Regions from separate parts of the Anser cygnoides genome. Here region 2 is linked to region 1. Evidence: chromatin contacts called from public Hi-C data. All regions are on one chromosome and are shown on one strand. The core of a region is the stretch at or near the end of the contact, and the rest is flanking DNA. Distances in the headings are between cores, read along the strand shown.

Region 1 (3,889 bases), core at 1,321-3,820:
GGGACCAGCTTGGTGAGAGCATCTTCACGCAGAACAGCAAACTGTATGCCTTTGGGGTGCTGTTCAATGGGCTGATGCTGGGTTTGCAGGCCAAGGACCGGAGGCAGATAGGGAACTGCGGCTTCTTTTATGGGCACAACATCTTCTCAGTGGCTCTTATATTTGTCACAGCTTTCCTGGGGCTGTCTGTGGCCTTCATCTTGAAGTTCCGAGACAATATGTTCCATGTTATGACTGCTCAGATCACCACTGTCATCATCACCACAGTGTCTTTCGTCATCTTTGACTTCAGGCCTTCTTTAGAATTCTTTTTGGAAGCTCCTGTGGTGCTTCTCTCCATATTCATCTACAATGCCAGTAAACCAAGAGGCCTGGAATTTGCCACTCTGCGGGAAAGGGGCAAGCTCTTCAAAGGAGACACGTGGGAGAGGTCAAGTGGGGTAAGGCTTTTCAGTACTCCTCTCGTTTCTCCTTTGTTTCACCTCCATTTCCACCATGGCATATTTAGAAGATTTGTTTTGCATGTAACCAGACTCATTCCTCAACTCAAACACCAAAGCTCGCTGTTTGTTAAAAATCTTTAAAATTGATGGGAAATTATTTTGCGTATTCCACTTTTTAAATTCATGAAGCTCAGGTAACTGTTGCTTTTCTGCCGTGACTACAGAAAGTGCTGTGAGCAACTTTAGCAACTTTTATACAAATCCTCTCTTGCGACTTCTTTGACCAGATATATTTGTCCACTGACCCTGGGCATACAGAAGTTGGAACTGACGCCTGGGAACTAACTGTACTTAAGTAAAACTGATAAATCTTTGTGTAGCTGAGCCCATAAAGAAATTAATATATTAGTTAAGATTCTTCATACTGTAACAGTCAAAAGATATCTGAGGACATTCTTAACACGATTTTTTTCGTACGCAACATTTTCTGCAGGTACTTTTCTTTTTTTTTTTTTTTTCTTTTGCCCTAATTTGAATAGTAATCTAGACAGCTAGAACATGACACAGAGGGCTTGCCCTTAGACTCAGCTGTAGTCTCAGCTCATTTAATTGAGCTGAGAAATTAGTCAGAGTGGGAAGGAGCTAATGTCTGTGTGTTCTGCATGTACAGATCTGCTGTTACGCATGACGCAACCAGCAGAGAGTGCTGTCTCCATTTAATTCTAGAAAAAATTAAACTTGGAAGAGATATTTTCTAGAACTTCTACATAGTGACCTGTTAGATTGTCGTTTAACAAGCAGTAAATAATACAGTCGTAGTTTTTGGTGTAGCTGGCATTATCTATTTTAGCATTTACAATTGAGCATCTGTGGTAAAAACAAAGAGTGCTACGTGAGCAAGTTTCCTGATGAATGGATAGGCTACAAGCTGTTTTAGAGACCAAGTCACTAAAAAGTATTAAAGATGAACGGGACGTTCCTTATGAACATGTATATGTTAGAGGAAGATTTTAACATACTGGTAAAACATGTAAATTACTGGGTGTTAATATGACAGAGATATCTTAAATAAACCTATTTCTTTTCTTTCTCTCTTTCTCTTCCTCTTTCTATGTATTAATAACAAGATAACTTTTGCTCACATTGTTCTCTTCTCATTCCTGTAGGACGGAGAAGAGTTTGAGAGACTGAACAAACCAAGCAGTGACATCGATACAGATGAAGATTCGCTCTAGCATGGAGCTGGCTAAGAGGAATGCTATTACTCATAGTGAGAGAATGTTAATGTTTCCTTAACATTGCGAAGGGTCCTTTTTTGCCATTTGCAGAACAATTGAGACTACTTTGGGTCTGGATGTCAGAGATGGATGAGGAAAACATTCAAGCTCTTAATTTGAGCCATTTATTTTTGAGAGCTGTTTTCCCTCTTCCCATGAGTGCAAATTAGGAGTTCAAAATCTGCTGCAATAAACGAAGTTTATACCTGAAGTAAACAAGAAGAGGCTTGGACCCTGGACTCAGTTGTCTGGGTGACATGCTGCATTGGAGGGCAGTCCTGGACTCTAACCATGTCTTTCATCACTTTGGTTCACTGTCCTGAGTCACTGCCAGTTCCTGTATGAATTCCTTGGTTAGCAAAGCAGAGATTATAAAACCTGTCCACGTTGCAAAAGTGATATAAGGGTTGATTAGTATCTTCCAATGTAAAAATGCTTCATTAAGTTTTCTTTTCAGGGCTTAAGATATTACTAATAACAGTCAATATGCCTCTTATTTATGAGGTTTTATTGTATTTTGGTGATTCACATTGAAATACCCCTAGCTGAGTGAAAGAGTCCCCCTGAACCAATCTCATCAAACCTTGACTTGAGAATGTATAATAATCAGATAATTTGTCTGAAGGATCAACATATTCTTAATCCAGGAGAATCTTTTTCAGTTTGAATGGTCTTAATTCTGTTTTCATTCCTGTTTTACACCAGTGTAACTCTGTACTGGCTCCTGTGGAGTCCTTTCTGATTCTTTGATGTGGCTGAAGTAGATTTCACTGACTTCAGCCACCAGCTCTCTCACATTTCCAGTATGAGACTGGTGTGTGCCTGTCTCCTGACGTCTGGGGGAACTGAAATTTGGAATGCCTTTGTAGAAAATAGTGGATTTTACTTGCAATTTATGTGGCTTAACTTTGAAAGATCCTGAATAAAACAAAAGTGTGTTATTTGGTATGAATGTATCATAGGGTCTTTATTGCATTTAGAAAGGGTATGACTTTGCACTGGGGCCACTATCTGAAAACGGATGTTATGTAGCTGCAACGATGCCCTGCAATATCTGGAACACTGAGCAGGAGGGTGCAGGTGTTAATACCATTTGTTGTTGCTCTGACAACTCAGGCTGATAAGAGTTTGCATTCGTTTTTGTAGAGAGCAAAAGCATTTTGCAGAATGTCAGGCACAGTGATCTCAGAATCACTGTTAAAGTGTCTGCTGGATTGTATTTTCAGTGAGATGAAAAATGGGTTCAAAATAATTCAAGGAATTTTAAAAATTGGAGGATGAAGGGAACAGTCAAAAACAAGACTTCGATAACGGAAAGATCGCTGTCAAAGGAATTCTTATGAAGGTATGCAATGAGTTCAGTGTCAGAGCCTCATACCACAGTGTATCTTAATCAATTACTGATGCATTTCTCTGTGGACTGAAGACAGTTCTGCCTTTGTTCCCCTCTGCCATCCTTTTTCCAGGCTCTGTGTGCTTACTTACGCATTCTGTCTTGATGGCTCATTGCTATATTAATTAACATACCTCCTGTCACTGATCCATCAAGCAGGGCAGCCTGTTTCCAGTTGTGGCCGATGACTGTCAAGTTATAAACAATGCATGTGAAATTCTTATTCTGATTTCTTTCATCTTTTTTCCAGGAGTATGATCTTTTTCTAGCATGTATTAAGAATGACACAAAGTGAAATTACTGTTGTGGTTTGTTTATATGAGCTAACCTTGTAAATATGTTGAGCTGAAAAATGTTTTACAGCTGATCTTGTTGTGCTAGTATAGTAGCTCGTTTTATCAAAAGGAATCCTAGTTGTTTGGATTTGTACAGAATGAATAAGAAAGCATATTTGAATGTAAATTCCAGAAACATGAGTTTCGTTGGTGTGTAATGTTCTATTTTGGGAAATGAAACTTTAATGCAAAAAAAAAAAAGCTCAAACTCTTCAAGACTTAGTTGCAATAAGACAGTTTCTTTTTTTTTTTTTCTCCATTACATACAGGTTTGCAGTATATACTTGCCTCAATTCATTGTCTTTTTCAGTCACAGCTACCACCTTTAGCAGACATTTCCATGAAAAGTGAAAGTACTGTTAGTTTTTAGATTGCTTTGCATTAGTAGTGGTAGCTTTTTACATCGACTTTTGCAGGCAGCTTTGCCTTGCCTTAAGTCAG
Region 2 (3,953 bases), core at 401-2,900, 93 kb after region 1:
TATAAAGTATACAAAGAAGGTATTTTCTTCCACATCATCTATTTTGACTATTCAGGTTGTGAACTCTTCAAGGAAGAGGCTTTTATCTCTGGTTTTCAGCAGGATCTCTAAATTTGCCAGTGATACTATTAAATAATAGTAATGTTATATACATACGTTTGTAGATTCATACACTATATATGCAGCACAAATATATTTTGTAAATACCAAGTTAGGATTCTGCTTTTTGTATTCACAGTTTTTCATCAAAGCAATCCTTTGGTAAATTTAAAAGCACATGGAATTTCCAATAAAAGACAAACCCTGGAAAAATAACAGAGCATGGATAGGGACAGAAAGGATGAGCAAATAATTAAGTTTATATGCGGGGTATGGGTCAGATTTCAAAAGCAAATGGAATAAAATTAAGCAAAACAGCATGTATTCCAAATTGGAATCAGCTATAACATTACAAAAAATCTGTGTACCTCCTATTGTAAATATTTATACTTTTGAATTTCCTTAGTAAACTGCCAGATATGAATCCCAAAAGAACATTATTTACTTGTTTTAGTTTTTAGCTAATCTGCACGTAATTTTTCCTGTGAGATCAAAATCTTACATTACTGAGACACTGGATTTTTTGTATTGTGGATCAAGCAGGAATACAATTCATACATGCATTACAGCATCATCTGTTAACACATAGCAGACTATAGTGACTAGAATTTGACTTCACAGAGCATTAATATCTGAATATGATGCCATAAAAAGAACCATAAACCTCCTTGGATCAGATGGCCTGCAGAAGTCCCTTCCAACCTCAGTCTCTCTGTGATTCTGTGATTCTGTGTTAGAAAGGGAGAACTTCTTGCACCTGAAAATCCAGGGGGTATCAGTGCAGGGATTATGCTATTCAAGTTTACATATAACTTCCTGTTCTGTCTCACTACTTGCAGTTACTCGGTTTCTGACAAAATGCAGCCTATTGATCAGTCTTGCTCAGGCTGAATTCTGTCCTACCAGTCTAATTCCAAGTTATTCTGTATAGGGTTAATTCCCGCCTTGTCTTTCATGCCTTAAATTCCATCTGCTGCCTACCTTCTCCTCTCCACGGTAGGAATACAACGGGTCTTACATACCTTCAACTTATCTACCTTGATGTCTGTCCAAGAAAAGTCCTCATAAGAACTGGTTGCTGCTTTTATAGTGTCTGACATACAGTTGTTTGGATTGTTATTGTTGCTTTGAGCTAGTAAGTGGAATATGTGCTATTAACTTAAGATTTTAGCATATGTTTCTACAGGATGTTGCAACGGAAACAGAAACTGTCAGTGATCAGCTTGCAGAGTTAGTTATTTACAGTGAGCTGTCTCAATACATTCATGCATCTCACACCTTCGTGTGTTTTTGAAAATCTTAACTCTGATCTTTTGAAAATCTTAACTCTGGAAGGAGTAACTGGGCATTAAAGCATTGAACATACTGCCAGTATTGCATGTGCTTTCAAACATCACTATTGATATCCTGCCCTGCCATGTTTGGTGTGTCTGTTCGAACTGTAAGTTTCTTAGGTCACGGACAGTCTACAACTCCCTGTTTGTACAGTGATTACTATATCTTTGTCAATTTTGATTAGTCCCTAGACATTGCTATAATAAACATGGGTAATAACAAAGCAGTAATCTTCAATCACCTCAAATTTGAGCCAGCAGCATAAAGGCAAGGCCTCATTATCCCTTGAGCCATTCATTCGGTCTTTTGAAAGCAAGCTCTTAAACAGTGCAAGTATTTTTTCTGTCCCTCTCTCCCCAGAAATCCCCACCCCTTTTCCTTTATGTAATTAAAAGGCAGGTAAGAGAGAATAGCCTCAAAAGCTTTTGGGAAGAATCTGTTTCCTGAGCCCCTCCAGGTCCTGATGACACCACTAAAACAGAGGGGGAAAAAAAAAAAAAGAGATTTCATAGTTTGGCAAAACAGTTTTGATCAAAATAACTGCAATTTGCAGGGATTAGATCTGGTCTACTGTCTTGCAGAGGTAAGAATTGGACAGTGGCTCTTTATGATTTCATAGCCCTCTGGGTAGGCTGCCAAAGTAAGCATGTTTTGGATGAAAGTCTGAAAAAGGGGAAAAAAGAGCTGGCATCAACAGACGTTTTGGTGTCCACCTCCTGCCCTAATAGTTTTCTTTTAATCCTTAGCCAGGGCATGAGAAATACAATCCTCCTGCATTAAAAGCAATTAAGCAGTCATATGTTGGACTGTATGTGACTTGAGATTTGCTCCCTTTACAGGATGAATAAGGTTAATAGAATCTGATTAGCAGCTGAAAAGCCACCATGGAAATTTTTACAAACTTTCTCTCCTCTACCCCCCAAATGTAACTTGCTCCTTCTACAGATTTTATTCTTACTTTTGATGACGTGAGGAGTAAAGCAAGCAGGGATATAATATTTACCTGGAATAATTTTTAAGAGTTCGTTTGAGATATCTCAGTGTATTTTAGTTCCTTAGAGCTTGTGTCTTGGAATCTCTTTCACTTTCATGAAGCCATCTAAGTGATTTTTTGTGTCCTGATCTATGGTTATGATTATGGTTATAAAGAGTAGAAATAATGTCTACTTTCAGCTGGTGCAGTAGAGCTTGAAATGGTAAATGAAAACAGATGACGCACAACCAAGTCCCAGTGCTATACATTGTTTTTGCAGATTTTTTTTATTTTTTATTTTTAAAAGCCACTCTCCCACCCCTGCATACACGTGGCAGTGTTAGTAGATTTTCAGCCTTGGAAGTGTTAGCAGCTGAGTCTTGTGTAACCTTTCCACTTCAGGGCATGAGCTCATCAGCTTGTACAGCTAAAGCACTGCTGGGCAGTGGTCAGCGTGAAGTGAGGAGACCACAGGAAAACAAGCAAACAAACAAAAAAAAAAGTGTCCTATGGAAAGTATTTCTTAATAAATGGACAAAAGACAGTGATTTGCTGCAAGGTGGCCTCTGAAATCAGATGCCAGATGGCATAAAAGTGTTGTCCCTTAAAAACTCAATATTATTCTCTGTGAGGATGTTATACAAACTTCTATGACATGTTGGAAATACAGGGGGTAGGGTTGAAGAGCAGGTTCCCCATCTAAACCCAGTTTGGCAGTTTCAATTTGATATTGCAGTTTTCACTTTCTATTCTAAAACTCTTAAATGGATTAACAGTTCTCATAGTTGGCTGTGTTCAAGCTTGGAGGTGGATGCACTTTGATGGCAGAAGTCATGCTTAGTTTCTACACAGTATCTACAATAACTAGAAGACCATGCACTTCACAGAGTAGGTCAGTGTCATCACCCTGTTTTACCTACCGGAGAAGTGTGACTTCTAGAGGAGAAGAAATTTACCTATGTTTACTAAAGGTATTGTCAGCTTTATTTAAGGCAGATTTGAGGGTCTATTTTATATATCTATATCTATATCTATATTTTTTTTCTTTCCTATTGCGGCTGTTCTTTCCTGATTTTTGAATGGACAGAAAGTTGTTCTGGGTGATTGTGGGCGAATCACTAAATTCCACTTCCCTTCATTTTATTGTCTATTTGAAATATTGATGACAATTCAGAGGGGATTAATGTAGTTAAATATATAAGTAATGGTGAAGTACTGTAAGATCTCTGGCCAGGAGGTGTTACTAACAGGCAAAGCGGTATTAGTCTCCTCCAGTGTTCTGACTGTTTTTTAAATACTAAGTCCAGAGAGCCAGGAGTGCCTACTTACTTCAACCTCATTGGGTCAATGAGGTGCAGAGAGCTTCTTTAAAAAAAACCTCTGTTTCTTATTACTTCCTGCGCTGCTCTGCTGTGGCACTGACAGCTCAGCTCCTACATTTGCAGCATCCTCTTGGTTTGGATATCCCCTATATCAGGTTTAGCTTGTCAGCAGATCTGTAAATGTGCTGAGTTGCTCTCCTACAATGTGGGTCCTGCAGTAGTAA

What was found. Hi-C and Micro-C count contacts between places; a contact is called where the count stands out from the background.
Region 2: a contact with region 1 is called in a Hi-C map of liver, with 4 times the contacts expected there. The contact joins two enhancer-like sites. A contact is called at or near these places in 4 of 7 Hi-C or Micro-C datasets (granulosa cells and liver).

The regions. Positions count from the first base shown.
Region 1 is chr1:96,273,026-96,276,914 of Taihu_goose_T2T_genome, forward strand. It overlaps SLC35A5 (solute carrier family 35 member A5), which reads left to right. Exons shown (of 6, transcript XM_013184470.3): 5 at 1-440; 6 at 1,610-2,668. The coding sequence ends at 1,678. Among named protein-coding and RNA genes, the nearest start is that of SLC35A5, 9.0 kb to the left of the region's middle. Within about 2 kb of position 2,571, at least 2 of the 3 cell types and tissues checked have open chromatin away from gene starts, as enhancers often do. A contact at or near this core is called in liver, where this site is marked.
Region 2 is chr1:96,367,086-96,371,038 of Taihu_goose_T2T_genome, forward strand. No RefSeq gene overlaps it. Among named protein-coding and RNA genes, the nearest start is that of GTPBP8, 65 kb to the right of the region's middle. Within about 2 kb of position 1,651, at least 1 of the 3 cell types and tissues checked has open chromatin away from gene starts, as enhancers often do. A contact at or near this core is called in liver, where this site is marked.